Regions from separate parts of the Sus scrofa genome. Here region 1 is linked to region 2. The links are chromatin contacts, called in public Hi-C maps. All regions are on one chromosome and are shown on one strand. Each heading gives the region's core, a stretch centred on a gene start, on an enhancer-like site or on the middle of the called end of the contact. The rest is flanking DNA. Distances are from core to core; before and after follow the strand shown. Region 1 overlaps AGAP1 (arf-GAP with GTPase, ANK repeat and PH domain-containing protein 1). Region 2 overlaps AGAP1 (arf-GAP with GTPase, ANK repeat and PH domain-containing protein 1).

Region 1 (3,265 bases), core at 577-3,076, 120 kb before region 2:
ACAGGTCTCACAGGTGGGCCCCCGTGCAAGCTGGCAGGCGTGGGCAGCCCCGGCCGTACCTCAGTAAAACCAGCCGCCTGGGGGGCTACGAGGGAGCACAGCGAGGGCACACTTGACAATCGGGTGCCCGCGGCTGCTCCCACGGCCTTACGGCACCTCCTCCCTGCGAGGCCTGGCACCTGACGACACAGCCTGGAGGCCGAGAAGCGGCTCTGCAGGACCTCAAAGCAGGGGCCTCAAACCCGCCACTGCCTGCTGCCCTAAACACGGCTTTGTGAGGAAGGCAACAAGGCATCCACCTGCTCCAGCCCACACTGAAAACACACCTGCTCTTTATCCAGGTGCGTCTCCAGCAGAAAGAGCCCTGAACACAAACGCCCTGACCTGATAAGGAGCTGCCCACACAGACTCTGCTCTTGCGCAGAAATGCCCTGGGCAGGCCTACAGGGAGAGCCACTTACAGGAAACCGACGGCCTCGGTTTCAAGGCAGCTTTAAGGAAGATCTGCGTTAGACCAGCTGCCCCCTATAAAATATTGATTATTAAGAATATTCCGGAGGCCAACTCAAACACGCCAATTCTGCACAGCAGAGCAGGAACTGAGGGCTTTGCACAGGCAAGCTTGTGTTTCCCTGTGACCACAAGAGGGCGCTTTGGGCCTAAAAAAAAGTCTATCCATTTTCGACTAAATCCACCTCTGCTCTGAAGGGTTCCGTCCTGAGACCACCAGCCATGATATAAATGCTAAAAAAAAAAAGGGGGGTGGGGTGGGGTGGGGCAGTGAGGTGCTCTCCATGAAAACCCAGCTCTAACAGTCCACCGCCAGCACTGAGCAGGTGTCTTTATTCCATAGTTGCTTTTTCTCCCCAAACCCACACCCGCCCCATGACGCCTTTTATCTGTGCAGATTCCTGGCAGGGCAGGGGACCAGCCAGCTCTCAGCGCCATCAGACCTGGTGCCACCACACAGCTAACTGTTCCTGCCTGTTCAAGACAGCTAATACCTCGGGGCAGACAAGGACAGAGCAGATGTGCTACTTCTAAAGGAATTAACCAAAAATAGAAGCTGAACAACCCCCTCCCCCACAAATGAAGGGATAATCCAGTGCTTCTGGACGTGATTATTTTTTCAGTTCCTCATCTCTCTGACAAAGCCGTTTTCAAGTTAGCCTTCATGGGCTTTTTTAAAAACACTCTGTGTGATCCCGTGGTTAAGCTCCCAACGGCAGACGCCAGTACAGCAGTGAACGAATCCAGGATCAAGAACCAGGGTCCTGTAAGTGAGGTCACTTTACCAAGAGGCCAGGTTTTAAATGACCTAGAAAAAACCCACAAAACATCCCCACGTGGTTAAGAGTCCATGCTCTCTGAGGGACCGGCAAGATTCAAAATAAGATCTAGAGCATAAGACATGGAGAAATAGAGCAGAAGAAAAGGAAATTCTGCAATATATCAGAAATCAATAATATCTGAACAGGGCAAAGGCAACCTCTGAGGTTGCTTATAAACGGGGTTATAACAGAGAGATTCGGGTAGCCTAATACAGAAGTCAGACTGTCTTTTTTCCTAACGTGCTGAGGGGTTGTGGGGGCACGTGTTCTGTTTTGAAGTTGCTAAGTGATTTCTTGAGAGCATCAAATCAGGCCATGTGACAATTTCAGTTGCCGGGAGGCTCCCCGTAAAAAGGGAGCCTCCAGCAGGAACTCATTTCCTCTTTAGGCCGTTTCCAAACCCCTCCCCTCTGAAAGCACGGGCCATGCGTCCACTTACTGCTCAAGCGCGGAGCCCCTGGAGGACACCCCCGCCCCGTGAGCGGCCACCACTCACCCTGGGTCCCCACGAGGACCAGAGGGATCTCGCTCGTGCTGCGGTAGTTGGCCATCCGGCTGTAGTAGTGGTAGACGGTCTGGAAGCTTATCTCGTCCTCCAAGCTGAAGACAAATATGACAGCGTCCACCCACATGGCAAACTGGGGAGAAAAGGAGGCGGGTGAGAGGGGGGCACACAGAGGGGCAGGGGCAGCCTCGGGTCCCCTTGGTGAGCACAGGATGTAAGGCTGGCAGTGCCGCCTTTGGCCGGGCCACGTCTGACGCCCAGCTTCCGCTGTCACATGCTGCCTGGAACGGGGCCCTCGGCCCCTTCCCGCCCAGGCCACGCCGTCCCCAGAGGAGAACCAGACACTCCGCCCCACGGAATGTCCACCCGCTATCCTGACTCGGAAAGCAAACCCCGCTCGCGCCCAAGCCGATCTGGACACGGGCACGGGGGGGACCCTATGGCTCCCTGTCTCCCACTCAGTCCCCCACAGAGCCCCCGGCCCAGGAGGCCTCGCCAGACCCTGAGATGCGGCCCGGCCTCTGGGCGCCCACCGCTCAGAAACCCTCCACCTCCAGGGCGACTCCTCCGTCCACACAGGAGGCCTTTGTGGTAAAGACCGCCTGCCGCCCGTGTCTTGTCGTTCTGTTTAGGGCCACACCTGCAGGTGCACCTGGGGCCTACATCCCAGCCACAGCCACAGCCACGCCAGACCTGAGCTGCATCTGCAACCTAGGCAACAGTTTGCAAGCAACACCGCATCTTAAACCCACAAGCGAGGCCAGGGATCGAACCCACATCCTCACGGACGCTATGTCAGGTTCTAAATCCACTGAGCCACAATGGGAACTCCAGCTGCCACCCATTTCTTATGGCAGCCTTGCAGGAAATTATTACTTATTGCCAGAGCCGCTCACAGAGCCGCTGCACAAGAGGAGCACCATTCGGGGGGCGGGGGGGGGGACTGAAAGGCCTGCCTCTCGTCATTTTGTTCTTGTTTCACCTGCATCCAGCTGCACTTCCACGAGAGCCTCTTTCTGGCAAATAACCATACCCTCAGGCCCCCTTATCTCGGTAACCACCTGTGAAGCTGGAGCCACGGGAACGGAGGGGCCTGGAAGCTCGGGAGCTTCCCAGAGTCACACAGGCGGCGCCAAGGAACAGTCTGGGCCCCTTCCCGTCGATGAAAGACCCAAGGGAAAATGGAAAAAATAAAAAAATCCCGCATGCTTTCTCTAAAAGAAGCTGCAGCGCCACATACGTGTTGACGGCCAAGGCTTCAGCTCTGATAAGACTGGGGGAAACGGTTGGTGGGTTAAGCTCTGACGTCCACAGATGAAAGAAAAGCATATTCAGCTAACGTGTGGAAACATCACGTAACAAACATAAAAAAACCTCAAGTTCAGATGATAAGCATGCAATTAAATAAGAAAGAGCCCCCCCCCCGCCC
Region 2 (3,244 bases), core at 484-2,983:
CATGGGGCACAGATGTAGCCTGGATCCGGTATTGCTGCGGCTGTGGTGTGTACCTGCAGCTGCTGCTCCCATTCGACCCCTAACCTGGGAACTTCCGTATGCTGCAGGTGCGGCTGTAAAAAGAAAAAAACAAAAGTGCTGCTTCTTGGTTTTCGGGGGTTTTTTTGGGGGGGAGGGGGGCAGTGCACCAATGCCATGCAGAAGTGCCAGGGCCAGGGATCAAACCCATGCCACAGCCACAGCAGTGACCACACCAGATTCTTTAACCTGCTGACCCACCAGGGAACTCCACTGCTTCCTGTTTTGAAACTCCATGGCATCAGTAAGTGCTTCTGCTATCACTCGCCTAGGACTGGCCTGTGATTCTCTCGGTCATTTGCAAGATTCACTGCGATGCCCAATTCTCTCTTCCAGAAAAAGGCTCATTCTGGATGTGATACTGGACATTCAGACCACAAGCCCTGCTGAGGGTCTCATCGAAGCAGGACTTGGTCTCCAAACTGTTGAGAACTCCCTCCCCATCAGGAATGCCGTCTCACCAGCCCGCCCCACTAGAGGAGGAAACTGAGCTCATGAAAACCAATTCTGCTTTCATCAAAAATGGGGGCGCCCGATCTCAGGGCAGGCTGTTATGGGCTATAACCAGATTCCCCAAGAGGCTGAAAAGCCTTTCTGATCTTGGTGTCTGGGTCCAAAGAGGCAAAGACCTGGGTCCTCGGGACTCAGAGTCCAGCGGCAGCGCGGCAGCAGAGAAACACGCGCAGTGAGTGTGTCCAAAGGGACGGTGCTGGAAACCAGGACCGGAGGGGCTGCGGAGGGTGGGGTGGGTGAGGGGGATCCAGCACGGTGCCGAGCTGGGAGGGAGGGGGAGCCAGACTTGAAGGAAGGGACCGGGGCAGGAGGAAGGGCTCTCCAGGCAGAGGGCACAGCCGAGCCCAAGCCCAGAGCAGGCACAGGGAGGAAGAGGCGGCCTGGCTGGAGTGGAGGCTGGAGCAGGGCTGGCACCGCTCTCCCGTCAGGCCCCAGACAGCAAACAGCTGAGGTTTTTCAGGCCAGGAAACCCTCAAGGGTGTCCGGAAGGCCTCGGTCTCAAAGACAACCCTGATGACGCCACACGAACCACAGCAGGTCCCTAAGTCACTGGCGTGGCTGTGACTTAATGCAGATGCTGAAATGTGAACTTCACATGTTGCAAAATATTTGTCTTTTGATTTTTTTTTTCCCCAAGAACTTAACCATAAAAACCATTCTGTGCTCAAGAGCAGGCGCAAGACAGATGGGCTCCCGGGACTTGGTGGGGCCTCCGGCGTCTGTCCTGGGCACACAGAGGCCACTGCGCATATGCAAAGCTCTGCAGCGACGTGACGGATGAGTTTTATACCTCACCTGGAAGCTCTTGAGAACAGCCCCCTGCAGGAAGGGTGAAAGCAAGGGGACCGGCCCCGCAGGAGGGGTGCGACGGTGGGAGGGGCTTCAGGAGGAGGGAACCAGGGCGGGGTTGTCCTGGCCTGACCAGATGTGGGGGGATGGTGAGACCAAGGGGAGTGCTGTGCATTACCCAGGTTTGGGGCCTGAACAGCTGAGAAGATGATGTGCCCACCAGTTGAGATGATGTGCCCACCAGCCGGCAGGTGGGATGGCCACACGGGCAAGGGGGGGACTTGAGACCACAGAGAAGTAACCTCGTGCCCCGCCCTTACTGGGGCAGCCCAGAGCCAGGCGCAGAGAAACGCCAGTCGTCACAGGCAGAGGGGTAAGCAGAGGCCACCACCGCCTTGTGTTAAGTCATCAGGCAGGTCTGGCTTTGCTGCCAAATGAGTTACAGAGTATTTCCATTCTCGTGGCTTTTCTGGATGTGAGGCACAGGACTTGAACCTTTATTTGCTGAATAACACCCAACTGACTACAAAGGGGTGGGGGCGCTCCCTGGGGGCTATTTCTAGCGCTCTGAGGTTGGCAGCCTGAGGTTTACTGTGGCTGCAATTTATGCCTATTCGTTTTCTTAAAAGTCGTCCGGAAGAATCACCCGTTTCCAAACCTCCGCTCGACACCGGCACCGGCCTGAGTCAGTTACACAGATGGATTTTCCTCGCTTTCTTGGCCCACTGTGGCCTCTGCCGCCTCTGTGTCCCGGGTACGGCATTGTCCCCACCCACCCACAAGATCCCGCCCCATCTTCCTGACCTCGACTCCAGCAGGTGCCAGCCGCAGGCCGGTGCTCCTTTTGTGGAGTATCCTAGGGAGCGGTGCCTTCTCATCTCAGAGGAGAAGCCAAGCCTGCCAGCCAAGGGGTGGCCGGGCAGAACAAGTGAGGTCCCTAAAGGATCCTGTGGGAGTGATGCCCACAGGCGGCCCTCCAGTTTCTTCTCCCCTGGCTTTATCGAGATATCATTGACAGATAATGTGAGTTTAACATTTATAATACAGTGATCCGATACACACAGATACTGTAAAACCATGACACAGCAGGGGAGTCAGCACCTCCATCCATCACACAGTTGCCCTTTTTGCCCGGTGAGAACATTTAGGATCTACTGTCTTAACACCTTTGGAGCACAGGATACAGGACTGGTAAGCCCCCACACTACACATTCGATCCCAGGACTCACTCATCTAACAGCTCAAGGTCTGTACCCTTTAACCAACATCGCCCCAATCGGCCCTAGCAACCGCCAACCCGTTCTGTTTCCACAAGTTCAGTTTTTTGTGACTCTACATACAAGTGAGTTCATACTGTATTTGTTTCTGATCTCAGCACAATGCCCTCCAGGTTCATCCATGTTTCTGCGAAAGGCAGGGCTTCCTTTTTCATGGCTGAATAATATTCCATTGTGCATATACCACATTTTCTTTATCCATTCATCCATCCATGGGTAGGTACGTTGCTTCCATGTCATGGCTACTGTCAACCATGCTGCAATGAACATAGGGGAACAGCCATCTCTCTCTTTTTTTCACTTTTTGTCTTTTAGGGCGCACCCACAGCACATGGAAGTTCCCAGACTAAGGGTTCAATCAGAGCTACAGTTACCAGCCTATACCACAGCCACAGCAACCCTGATCTGTGCCGTGTTTGCAACCTACACCACAGCTCACGGCAAGGCCAGATCCTTAACCCACTGAGCGAGGCCAGGGATCAAACTCGCAACCTCACGGTTTCTAGTTGGATTCATCTCCACTGCGCCACGACAGGAACTCCAAACAGCCACCTCTTCTACACACTGCTTTCATTTCCTTGGTACAC

The links. A called contact is a pair of places that touch in the nucleus more often than the background predicts.
Region 1: a contact with region 2 is called in a Hi-C map of subcutaneous adipose tissue, with 3 times the contacts expected there. The contact joins two enhancer-like sites. A contact is called at or near these places in 2 of 5 promoter capture datasets (fetal liver and liver), 26 of 47 Hi-C or Micro-C datasets (adipose tissue, alveolar macrophages, blood and 16 more) and 2 of 2 datasets of contacts at active chromatin or transcription factors (alveolar macrophages and skeletal muscle).

Annotation. Positions count from the first base shown.
Region 1 is chr15:135,656,997-135,660,261 of Sscrofa11.1, reverse strand. AGAP1 (arf-GAP with GTPase, ANK repeat and PH domain-containing protein 1) reads right to left here. Exons shown (of 20, transcript XM_021075538.1): 6 at 1,828-1,969. Among named protein-coding and RNA genes, the nearest start is that of AGAP1, 220 kb to the right of the region's middle. Within about 2 kb of position 1,826, at least 16 of the 83 cell types and tissues checked have an H3K27ac peak or open chromatin away from gene starts, as enhancers often do. A contact at or near this core is called in adipose tissue, omental adipose tissue, retroperitoneal adipose tissue and 1 more, where this site is marked.
Region 2 is chr15:135,535,865-135,539,108 of Sscrofa11.1, reverse strand. The region is part of intron 1 of AGAP1 (arf-GAP with GTPase, ANK repeat and PH domain-containing protein 1); the gene reads right to left. Among named protein-coding and RNA genes, the nearest start is that of AGAP1, 95 kb to the right of the region's middle. Within about 2 kb of position 1,733, at least 9 of the 83 cell types and tissues checked have an H3K27ac peak or open chromatin away from gene starts, as enhancers often do. A contact at or near this core is called in adipose tissue, omental adipose tissue, retroperitoneal adipose tissue and 1 more, where this site is marked.